2 separate regions of the Mus musculus genome follow, and region 1 is linked to region 2. Evidence: chromatin contacts called from public Hi-C data. All regions are on one chromosome and are shown on one strand. Each heading gives the region's core, a stretch centred on a gene start, on an enhancer-like site or on the middle of the called end of the contact. The rest is flanking DNA. Distances are from core to core; before and after follow the strand shown.

What was found. A called contact is a pair of places that touch in the nucleus more often than the background predicts.
Region 1: a Hi-C map of cerebral cortex shows a contact between it and region 2, with 3 times the contacts expected there. The contact joins two enhancer-like sites. A contact is called at or near these places in 5 of 484 Hi-C or Micro-C datasets (the N1E-115 cell line, cerebral cortex, cortical neurons and 2 more).

What each region holds. Positions count from the first base shown.
Region 1 is chr17:11,267,474-11,272,225 of GRCm38.p6, forward strand. The region is part of intron 3 of Prkn (parkin RBR E3 ubiquitin protein ligase); the gene reads left to right. Among named protein-coding and RNA genes, the nearest start is that of Gm41526, 140 kb to the left of the region's middle. Within about 2 kb of position 2,823, at least 6 of the 459 cell types and tissues checked have an H3K27ac peak or open chromatin away from gene starts, as enhancers often do. A contact at or near this core is called in cerebral cortex, where this site is marked.
Region 2 is chr17:11,608,505-11,613,385 of GRCm38.p6, forward strand. The region is part of intron 6 of Prkn (parkin RBR E3 ubiquitin protein ligase); the gene reads left to right. Among named protein-coding and RNA genes, the nearest start is that of Gm41525, 54 kb to the right of the region's middle. Within about 2 kb of position 3,192, at least 14 of the 459 cell types and tissues checked have an H3K27ac peak or open chromatin away from gene starts, as enhancers often do. A contact at or near this core is called in cerebral cortex, where this site is marked.

The DNA of each region.
Region 1 (4,752 bases), core at 1,573-4,072, 340 kb before region 2:
GAAAACCCAGACATTTTCATAATCACAGAACAGGGAACACCTTCAGATCCCCATCTTACTCCTCATAGCAGACATTTTGAAGATGAACTAAGTTCTCATGAGCGTGTCTAAATGTGTTCACCCTCAGCACAGAATACTCACTCAGTATTTGGGATTCTCTGTGCATGTTTCCAGCTTGTCTTAACTATTTCACTTGTTGTCAATGTAGAATCATTGTATCACAGTAATATCATGGCTTTGAACCTTATCACTAGTGACTTAAAATTACAAACTTACCACAAAATTCCACACAACCCATTCTGATGCACCTTTGCACTGTAAAAATATAACTGCTGGCAGCAGGGTCCCGGAATAGAGCTCCCACAGAGGCATGGGATTGCAGCAGGAAGGAGCATGACGTCACCTCCCTCAAGGTTGTGTTTATGGATGGGAATTCTCACAGCTCATCTCGGTGGCTGGGACGTCTTGGCTTGTTGGTGATGGTTCACGGCTGGGTGGTCTGTAGTTCACAGAGCTCCTGTCCTTTATTTTAATATGGTCCCTCTCCTGGAAAACTCTTTGCATAAGCTCATTCAGTTCATCCCTGAAATCTCTCCAGTGAATTCAACTGATCAAAATGTGAAATCCCAAGCCTAGCTGATAAGGCCTGCCAAGACTTGGCTACCATTTGCTTCTGGGCCCATTCCAGTCACTTCCCTCACTGAGTGGTCCAGCCACACTGAATATGAGCCCAGATACCAAGCATCTCTCCATCCGAGTCCAAAGCCTTCTCAGCTATTTGTAACCTCTTAGGCATCTATGGCTCACCTCCACATCCTCTGCCACTCACCGATGACCTACGAAAGGCCTAGTTATCTTCCCTGGTGGTCTCTTGTTCTACAGATCTACAGAAGTTCTTGATCTACAGATCATGCCAGAAGTTGCACGTCTGCATTTGTAGCTAACTTGATTTAACACAGCCACGGAAAAGTTTGGCTCGCCATAATACAGGTATCAGGGCACGTAATATTTAATCAGTAAATAATATAATGAATTATAAACACATATATTTCTTATAATAGCTGTCAAATGTTGAGGGAAAAAACTTGTATTCAATTCTTTAAATTGACCATTTTTGTACTTGAAATAGAGAACACTTTCTCATTTTTATAAAGATTGGGTTCACCATGTGATATCTGATTTTCCATTGGTATAAATTGTTAAATCAAACCCATATAGGCTATTAGCTTTTATCCAGGGTTTGTTTAATAGTGAGCCAATGAATATCCTATACATTCACACCCCTGACCTGTCATTGAATTAATGGATACATTTTACTTTGGTGTATTGTCTGTCCAATATTTTACTAGAAATGTCACCTCTTTTAGGGACTTTGGGGGGTCCAACTTGTGGTTTAATAATACTTTATAAGACTTTATAATGCAAGGCTGTTGGCCTATTACTGCAACAGTCCATCAACTAACCACCTAGACTTAACCTGACTCTCCTGCCATTGCATCTCCACCATATGGCTCTCTCTGCTTTACCTCTGCACTCTGCTCTGGTCCTGCTTCCATTCTTCTGCCTCCTTCGATCAGTCCTACCAGCATGCACCACCACTATCCACCCCATAGTCATATAACGATTTCTTCAAGGTTACATATGACTAAGGCCATTCAAGCAGGTAGCTATAATGACCTCCACAACATCAAACCTTTACATTCCTAGTAGATGGTAGTAGAATTAGGCTAATGAGACTTAGAAAGCTTCAAAAGACCCTTACAAGGTCTCAGCTCCCTCTGAGAGTATACAAGAGATAAACAGGTAATGGAAATAGGACACACAAGTCACATAACTGTCTTCTACTCACCTAGCTTTCCCTAAGGCATACTGTTTTGGATCTGTCAGTGCCCTCTCCATCTGGGCTGAGTAGACATAAACATTTCTTTTCCTTTTTTTCCAGGAAAAATTATACAACAAAAAACAATTCTAAGAATATATGTAGTCTTTTATTAAAAATAAGTTTACATGCAAATGTAATCTAATGCTAGTAACCATGTTCATGGACACTGAGCAATGCATCAGATGCCTCTTTCCTTAGGGAGTTAATAGTGAAATAATATGCATAGCATTTTTAAAATACAGCAAAGTTTGCTGTTTCAGCTCTCTCTGTGGCAGAAAATAGTCTTAGTGCTGTATTATTATTTTCTGAGAGAGGCTTGCTATTTTTGTGGAAGAAAGAAACCATGCTTTTGTACTGGTGTACAGTCCTCTCTCCATTCAATTATTCATTACTTACTGTGACTTTTTTCTTTTTATTCAAGTGCCGGTTTCAAATACAAGCTCTGACATTGATTTCTCTGTCCCAGTGAGCTGTCTTATATATTTTCCAATCCGTATTGGCTAATGTCCTCCAAAGACGCGTGCCGTTTTGTGCAGATAGTGGCTCCGAGAAGGGCCTTATCCTAAGAGTACACAACTAGGATTGGTGAGCTGTGTTTCTTAAATTGATTTAAGGCAGACCCTGATTGCTGGCAAATCCAATCAAAGCTCTGTGATCTGGAGACCCCAGTGCAGTTTTAGCAGAGAGAAAAGAAAACCATTGAACCATTAGAAATGTTGGTTGTGAGCAGCCTAACCTCATCTTCGTGGAGAACTCGTGGATCTCTTTTCCCTCGTGGGAAAAGCAGTTCACCCACAGATCCTAAAGAGGGGTCCCTTGTTCTGACATCTCAGTGGCTGTGCAGTCAGCCAGCCTCTACTCATCAGGGAAGATGGGAGCTCAGCCTTCTTGGGAGTGTAAGCTTCTCTCTCTGCTGACTCACTCACTTTCACCCTCACCAAGAGAGCAGTCCAAGCCAGAGCTGGGAAGAAGCAGGCACTGTGGAAGCCATGGCTAGACAAGGACGTAGTCCCAGGAAGGCACTTCCAGACAGATGATTGCTCTAAGCCAGGGAAGGGAAGGACGTTCACTCGTGGGGACAGGCTGAGATGCCAGCCAAGTGCACAGCCCACTCACATCCTGCCTGGAATGATCACTCACTCCCTGCTTTTCTGCAATCACTTTACCAGGAATATGAAGTTAGCTTGCCCAGACGATAAAGGGACATATGGCAGTCAAGGAAGACATTCATCTCTAAGTAGGTCCTGGTGACTGTGTGATGCTCTCCATGCCCATCTCATTGTGTCCTATATAGTGAAATGAAGGAATAGAGCACTGGGAAGTTGGCATATTGGAGCTCCTTCCCACCTTCTATCATCTCTGCAAGAGAGCATAGTGCTTACCATCACCTTTCCTGTTTCTGTTGTCTATTTTGGAACAGCAGTAGAGATGATTAAATTAGGTTCTATCATTTATGAAGAATCAGCTAATGTCTTAATCTCCTAATGAAAAGTCCTCGGGATGCTTAGTATCAGTTGGTTATACAGAATTGCCATACAAGGTAAGTTCCTGGGAACCAGACTATGCCCATGACTGTTATTTTCCCAAATGATCTACCCTGGGATATCAATGACCTGGACGTAGAAACAGCTGTCTGTTTCAGGATTGCAGGAGTAGCGAGCATCTCCTTATTCGCGTAGTTTCCGATGTAAATCTAACTCAGTTCTCCGTCCACATACTTGGAGGAGCTACAGAAGCACTGCCATGTTCCTCCTTCAGTATCCCCTCCCCATGTAAAGGGTATGTTTGTCTAATTAAGGGCAGAATTAGTCTTAAATTGTTTTAAGTCAAATGTTAATATATTCTAAGACCCAAGAAAAATAAATAGGTTGCTCTGTGTAAAATATGTGTTCTTTAAAATCAATGAGCAGCATTAACACTTTATTTTGGACTGGTGGTCAGTGAGGAACACACTGGAAGAGTTAGCCTCTCTATTGGGGGATATTTTCATATAGCTCTACAGTATTTCCTTTTCAAGTAACTGAACTGGCATTTAAGAGAAGGACAGGAAAGAGGACCAACATGGGAAAGGGTAAGATGGAGACAGAGAATTTATTATACCTCTGACAATTCCTAAGGAATGAATTGAGAAAGCTGATAAACAATGTATAAAATTACTCTATCATCGAAAGCATTACTGTAGTGCAGAAATAGTCAACCTATCGATTTACATCACACTGGAAAGACAGGTGTCTGAATAGTCTCAAATATTTTTTATGAGATGGGAAGAAAGCCAGAAAGCTACAAGAGATTTTTAAAGTTATTTTTCAGATGTGCATGCCTAGAATTTTTATAAAGCATTGCCTCAAAGAGCCAAGGAAACCTTATTCGCTGTGAAATAGTTTGCCTGGTGCAAGACAGGAGCAGTGAATTAGCAGAAGGGTTTCTGTAGATGTGTTTCACTATGTAATTGAAAAGCCAGAATGTGATCTCTCCAGGCTCTTGTTAGATTTGTGGGACTCTCCCCTGTTGTCAATAGTGATGTTGGTTATCTTTAAGATGTAGATAATCTATGTTAGAATATGATCTAATGAATGTTAAAGTCACTAGACTGATCCTAGGGACATATTGTTCAGACTAAACAGTCTTAAAATGTGATAATAACAATTGCTAACTATAGCTGGACCAAATTGGGAGGTTGGTTATCAGCCAGCTGCCTTCTTCTTGGCTCATTCCCTAGATTTCACCAAACTTCAAGGCTAGCTGGCTGCTGGCAGTTCTTCATGGCTTTCATCCATCCTCTAGGGCTTTTGTGGAACCTAAAGAGTGTTAAAATCAATGAGCCATCATCTGCTGTGTAGGAAGATGTTATAAGTATTTGTTTCAAATAG
Region 2 (4,881 bases), core at 1,942-4,441:
AGATAACCTGATAAAAACAAAATTGAATCTGTCAGATTTCGATGCCAGGGTTTGAAATATTGCTAAAGCTCCCTTAAAACTGTCATTGCTAATAAGATTTTAGAACAGGCTACATGGTGTGTGTTTGCACACCCATCTGAGCCTTTCTGTGTTCTTGTAGAGAAGGGGAGAGGCAGTGGCTGCTGGCTCTAGCCCCACTTGGCACCCGGACTACCAATGCCAAAAAGAACAAGACTTAATTACTTAACTACTGAAAGCAGAGTGGACTGCTAATTCAAGATGGAGAAGAGGTATCTGAGACAAAGTGGCTTCTCCTGGCGTTCTGAGAAAGCACACAGGGGAATCCACAGCAGCCATGTCCTTTACTACCTCCTTGAATAGACCAGAACATTTTCTGGGTTCCAGTAATTTAACACCATAGTCCTCAACAAATTTTGAAGAAAAGGGTCCAGGCAACATCTGGAACACTGTCATCTATCACATGTTGAGGTTTGTTCTTTTGTTATGCTAAATACTAGTTTCTCCCAGAGATCACACATCAACCCAAGGTGATGCTATGTCACTTTGCCCCCCAAGTTATCCCACATTGGTGAATAAAGATGCCAAAAGCCAATAGCTGGGCAGAAGAGATATAGGCAGGGTTTAGGGTTTCCAGGCTTGGGGAAGAGCCACAAAGGGGGTGGGGCCGTTGGGGGAAGAAGGTAGGGAGAGGAGAAGGCACCATGGGATAAGAAGCTTAAAATAATGGCCATGTGGGCTGGCTAATTGAAGTTAAGAGCAGCCCAGACAAAACATGGCAAATTTTATAATGGACTTATTGGCTGAGAAATAGACATGCTAGCATAGAGGTTAGATATCTGTCCAGCTCTTGTGCTAATTAAAGCTCATTGTAAACATAAAGGTCATGTGTGCCTTTTATCCAGGAACTAAATGGTCAGATGGAGTTTTAGAAGCCCCAATTGAGATGAAATATTTTCTACAATCTGTCACCGTGGAAGAGTGCTTTCCCATGATTCACTTTCTGACTGCAGTGAACCTTCCACAGAGTCCCTCCCCTGCCTATTCCAGCATCCTCCACAGGCTGGCCACATGTTCAACGCCTCATGTGCACTGACTGTCCTTACTCTTTCTTGCCATTCCTTGCTCTGGTGGTCCAGCCCCCAGCCTCCCTCAAAGTCTCCCTTTCATTCCATCTCTTCCCATTGAACCCTTGCTGCCCTCGGAGCCAGGTTCCCCAGATCCCCTCTGAGAGGCACCATAGCTCGTGTCGACAATGGTTTCCTGATAACGGGGCTCCTTCTCCCATCTCTTTCTCTTGTGGCTTTGTTCTCTCTGTTTCTCCGCTGACTTGCAGCACTGTCCCACCCCAGGCCCGGTACAGCTCCAGTGTATCACTTCAAGCTCTGGAGATGTTGCACTTAGGGCATGCTGCCTGGTCACTCTGGTTGCCGCCCCTGCACTCCTCCATTGTCACAGCTCACTCTTACCATGTCCGTGAAGAGAGTACCCACTGTGCCATTCGCTCTAGGACTGCAGTTCTACAGCAGTGTAACAGCCATGTCACTGTCCTGCAGCAGATTAGCAAGGCCACTGGTCCCCGCTCTGCAGGGCTCTGATGGCACCAGGGTGAAGAAGAAAGATGACTAGAGATATTTCTGAGTTGTGGGCTGCCATCTAGACTGGGTCTAGAGAACATTTCACATAAGGACAGCCCAGGACAGCCTTGCTAGGGAGGAATAATGAGAATGGATTCTATAGTGCCAGGGGCTGGAAGGACAAGGTCAAATGTAGGTGTTCTGGGGTGGTCACCCAAGTCTTTCTGGACCATGAGGGGCACAGATCCAGTCCCAAGGCCTCCCGTGAGCAGGCACCTTTGTGGCTTTTTTTTTTTTTTTTTTTTTTTTTAGGGCTAAAGCTGAGGTTTTAGAATTTGATCATGTGTTAAGAGTTTATGGGATCATTTCAGAGAAATTTCTTTCTTTCATGTCTAAAGGTTTCAGACTTTAAAGTATATATTGTATATTGAACAGATTCCTCCCTGTGCTTCCTGCCATTTCTCACCCCTCCACACTGCTGTTTATCCTTTTGTCTCCATAAAGGGTTGTACCTGACTACCAGTGCAGGTACCCACGGAAGCCAGAGGTGTGACATGCCCCAGGAGCTGCAGCTCTAGGTAACTGTGAGGCTGGGAGCAGAAATCAGGTCCTCTGCAAGAACAGAAAGTTCTCTTAATCCCTGAGCCATCTCTCCAGCCCTGAACAAATTTCTTAATATCCTGGTATGTTAGGTTGACTTTGTTCACTCGGTTGGACTAAGAAACACCACTCAGGGAATCAATGAAGCATACCTTGGGTGTGTCTGTGATAGCAAAGTGAAGTGAAAAGCCTTTCTATGGGCAAAGCCCATGAGTGAATAAAAAGAGTGAAAGGAAAGAGGAAGAAGCCTGTAGCACATCCTACTTTCTCTGTTTCCCATTCCAGAGATGAGGCATCTCAGCCACCAACATCAAGCTACCCTGTCCGCCATGCCTTCCTTTCTCCCAACCCCAATCAAATGTACCCTCCATCTTGTAACCACACAATCAATTCACGAAGACAGTAAGAAAATAGAGTCTCTCCCTCTAATGTGTTAAGGAAGTTTGTAATTCTGTACCAGGCTACATTCATAGGTATCCTGGGGTTCATGTGCCCCCACAGACTATAGGTCGAACTCACAGGCTGAAAGCTGTATGAGCAGTTATTCCTATACTTCCTTTAATCAAAATTGCTGCAGCTAGTGGCTCTGGGATCCTCACACCTATCCCCCAGACAGACAGATTGACATTCGCCTTTGTTTGACCAAATATTTTGTAAACTATCTCCCTGCTGTTAGGTTCTTATTGCCCACAGCCCATCCTTCGAGAACAGATGCTGGGGTGTTTCCAGCCGTTTATGCTTGAATAAGGACATACGTTTTAAAAGACAAATAGGGGAATTCAAGGAGTCCTAGGACCTATGAGTGAGGTCCGTGGGACTGAAGACTTTCTTACAGCAGCTCAAAGTTCATTTTACATTATCAGTTCTCCGTTGCTACCTGAACTTGGCCTCACTGCAAGAAAAGCGAATTTTAATGCACCGACACGCGGCACATGTGGGCAGTGGCCCCACCTAGGGGCAGAACGGTGTATTTTCTTTCTGTCTTCTCTTCCTGTTTATTCATTTTCTGAGTTGAAGAATGGAAAAGCTCACAGACTTGCAGACCAGGGAATTTTCCATCAGCCTATCCAGAAAGCTGGAGGATGTTTGAAGGAGACATCACTTGGAACAAAAGACTGGCCACAGCACATTTTTTTTCCCCTTAGGATGTCACCAACAAATTGGCTGCCCTGTGCCACACCCACCCCCTACCCCCATGCCCCGATTTGTCTAGAAGCACGGCTGAGGGGGAGCAGGAATGAGTTAATAGTGTGAGCCATTGACTGTCACAGGGGTGCGGGCGAGAACTGCATTGGAGGAAGGCGAGCCAGATCCACAGTTGAATGGGCTCACCCGATTCACAGATGTGGCATCAGTAACTCTGGGGTTCACATAGCTTCACTCTCTATGGAAGCTTGGGAGCAGAAAAGCCTGAGAAGCTAGGAACCGAACAGCTCTCCCAGACATAGGGATGTGACGGGGGAGGGAGTGGCCAGAGGAGCTTACAAGTGGATGGGAAGTCTTCCTTCCCACATTTTTTTCCTCCCAGGTATCTTAGCTGATCATAATGTTTATTTCAGAGGGAAGAAAGCCCTCACTCAGAGACTTGAAACCACATATCCTTCACAACTCAGAGAAAACGCTGAAGGTTGAAAGTACCTGTTTATCAAAGGGAACCTATGTTACCTCCGTTCTTGTTCGTGCAAGCTCACTGTGTTCTCATTCACACTTCACTGAGCATGAGATGACAAAACTGTACACTGATTGCATGTACGAGGCCAGACTCAATCCAGGCCACTCGGCTGACAGTTTCAACCCAATCATATATGGAAACTCCCTTGCATCAGGGCTGAAAACAGGTTAGGGAACTCACATCACTGGCATCAGGAGCCTGTGTGTGCTACAGGTGAATATGAGATTCCTGGAACATGGTGGGGAGTTAGAGAGAGGGGGTGAGGGAGTCATGGGAGGAAGAGGTGGAGAGACAGGAAGAGGAGGGCAGGAGAGAGCCCTTGGTGCTCCCGACAGAATTTGAAGAGTGATGATCTAAATCCATCCTGAAGCCGATTGTAGGAGCGCTGTCTAGAGCCTGTTGTCTCAGTGGCTAAAGCCAGCAAGAATGGCAAATGCTAGCAAGCATCTCTCCCTCCCCAGCGCCCGCCCTCACCCCTGTGTGTGTGTGTGTGTGTGTGTGTGTGTGTGTGTGCGTGCGTGTGTGTGTGTGTGTGTGCGCACGCACGCTGTGTGCCATGTATGGAGTGTTTAAGACAACTGGAAATGCCTCTGTGGGCAGCTTAAACCTACAGGCATTGCAAGCCGCCCACCTTCTCTGTGAGTTATAATGAAAACTCCCACAGCTAGTCTGCGTGTGCACAGAATCCAGACTCGGAGGTCACCAGGCTCAGGAAGAATTCAATGAAAAAGGCTTCGGCGTCTGCAGCTTGAAAGCTCACTCTCCCATCTTGGTGACTCCACCGGGTACAGACCAAGGCAAATGTGAAACTTCCACCGGCCCTGCCCAACCCTCCCCAGCACTGGAAACCAGCCCCACTTCCCATTTCCCATCTCCCGCGGTAGCTCCACTGAGGGCCGCAGCGCTGGGAGGGGAAGCACTTCAGTGCAGGGCCTTACATCACTGTCCTATTAGTCTAAGCAGAAGAGAGCAGATTGTTTATTTTGGTTCAGCTCTGCTCCAGGCTGTAACATC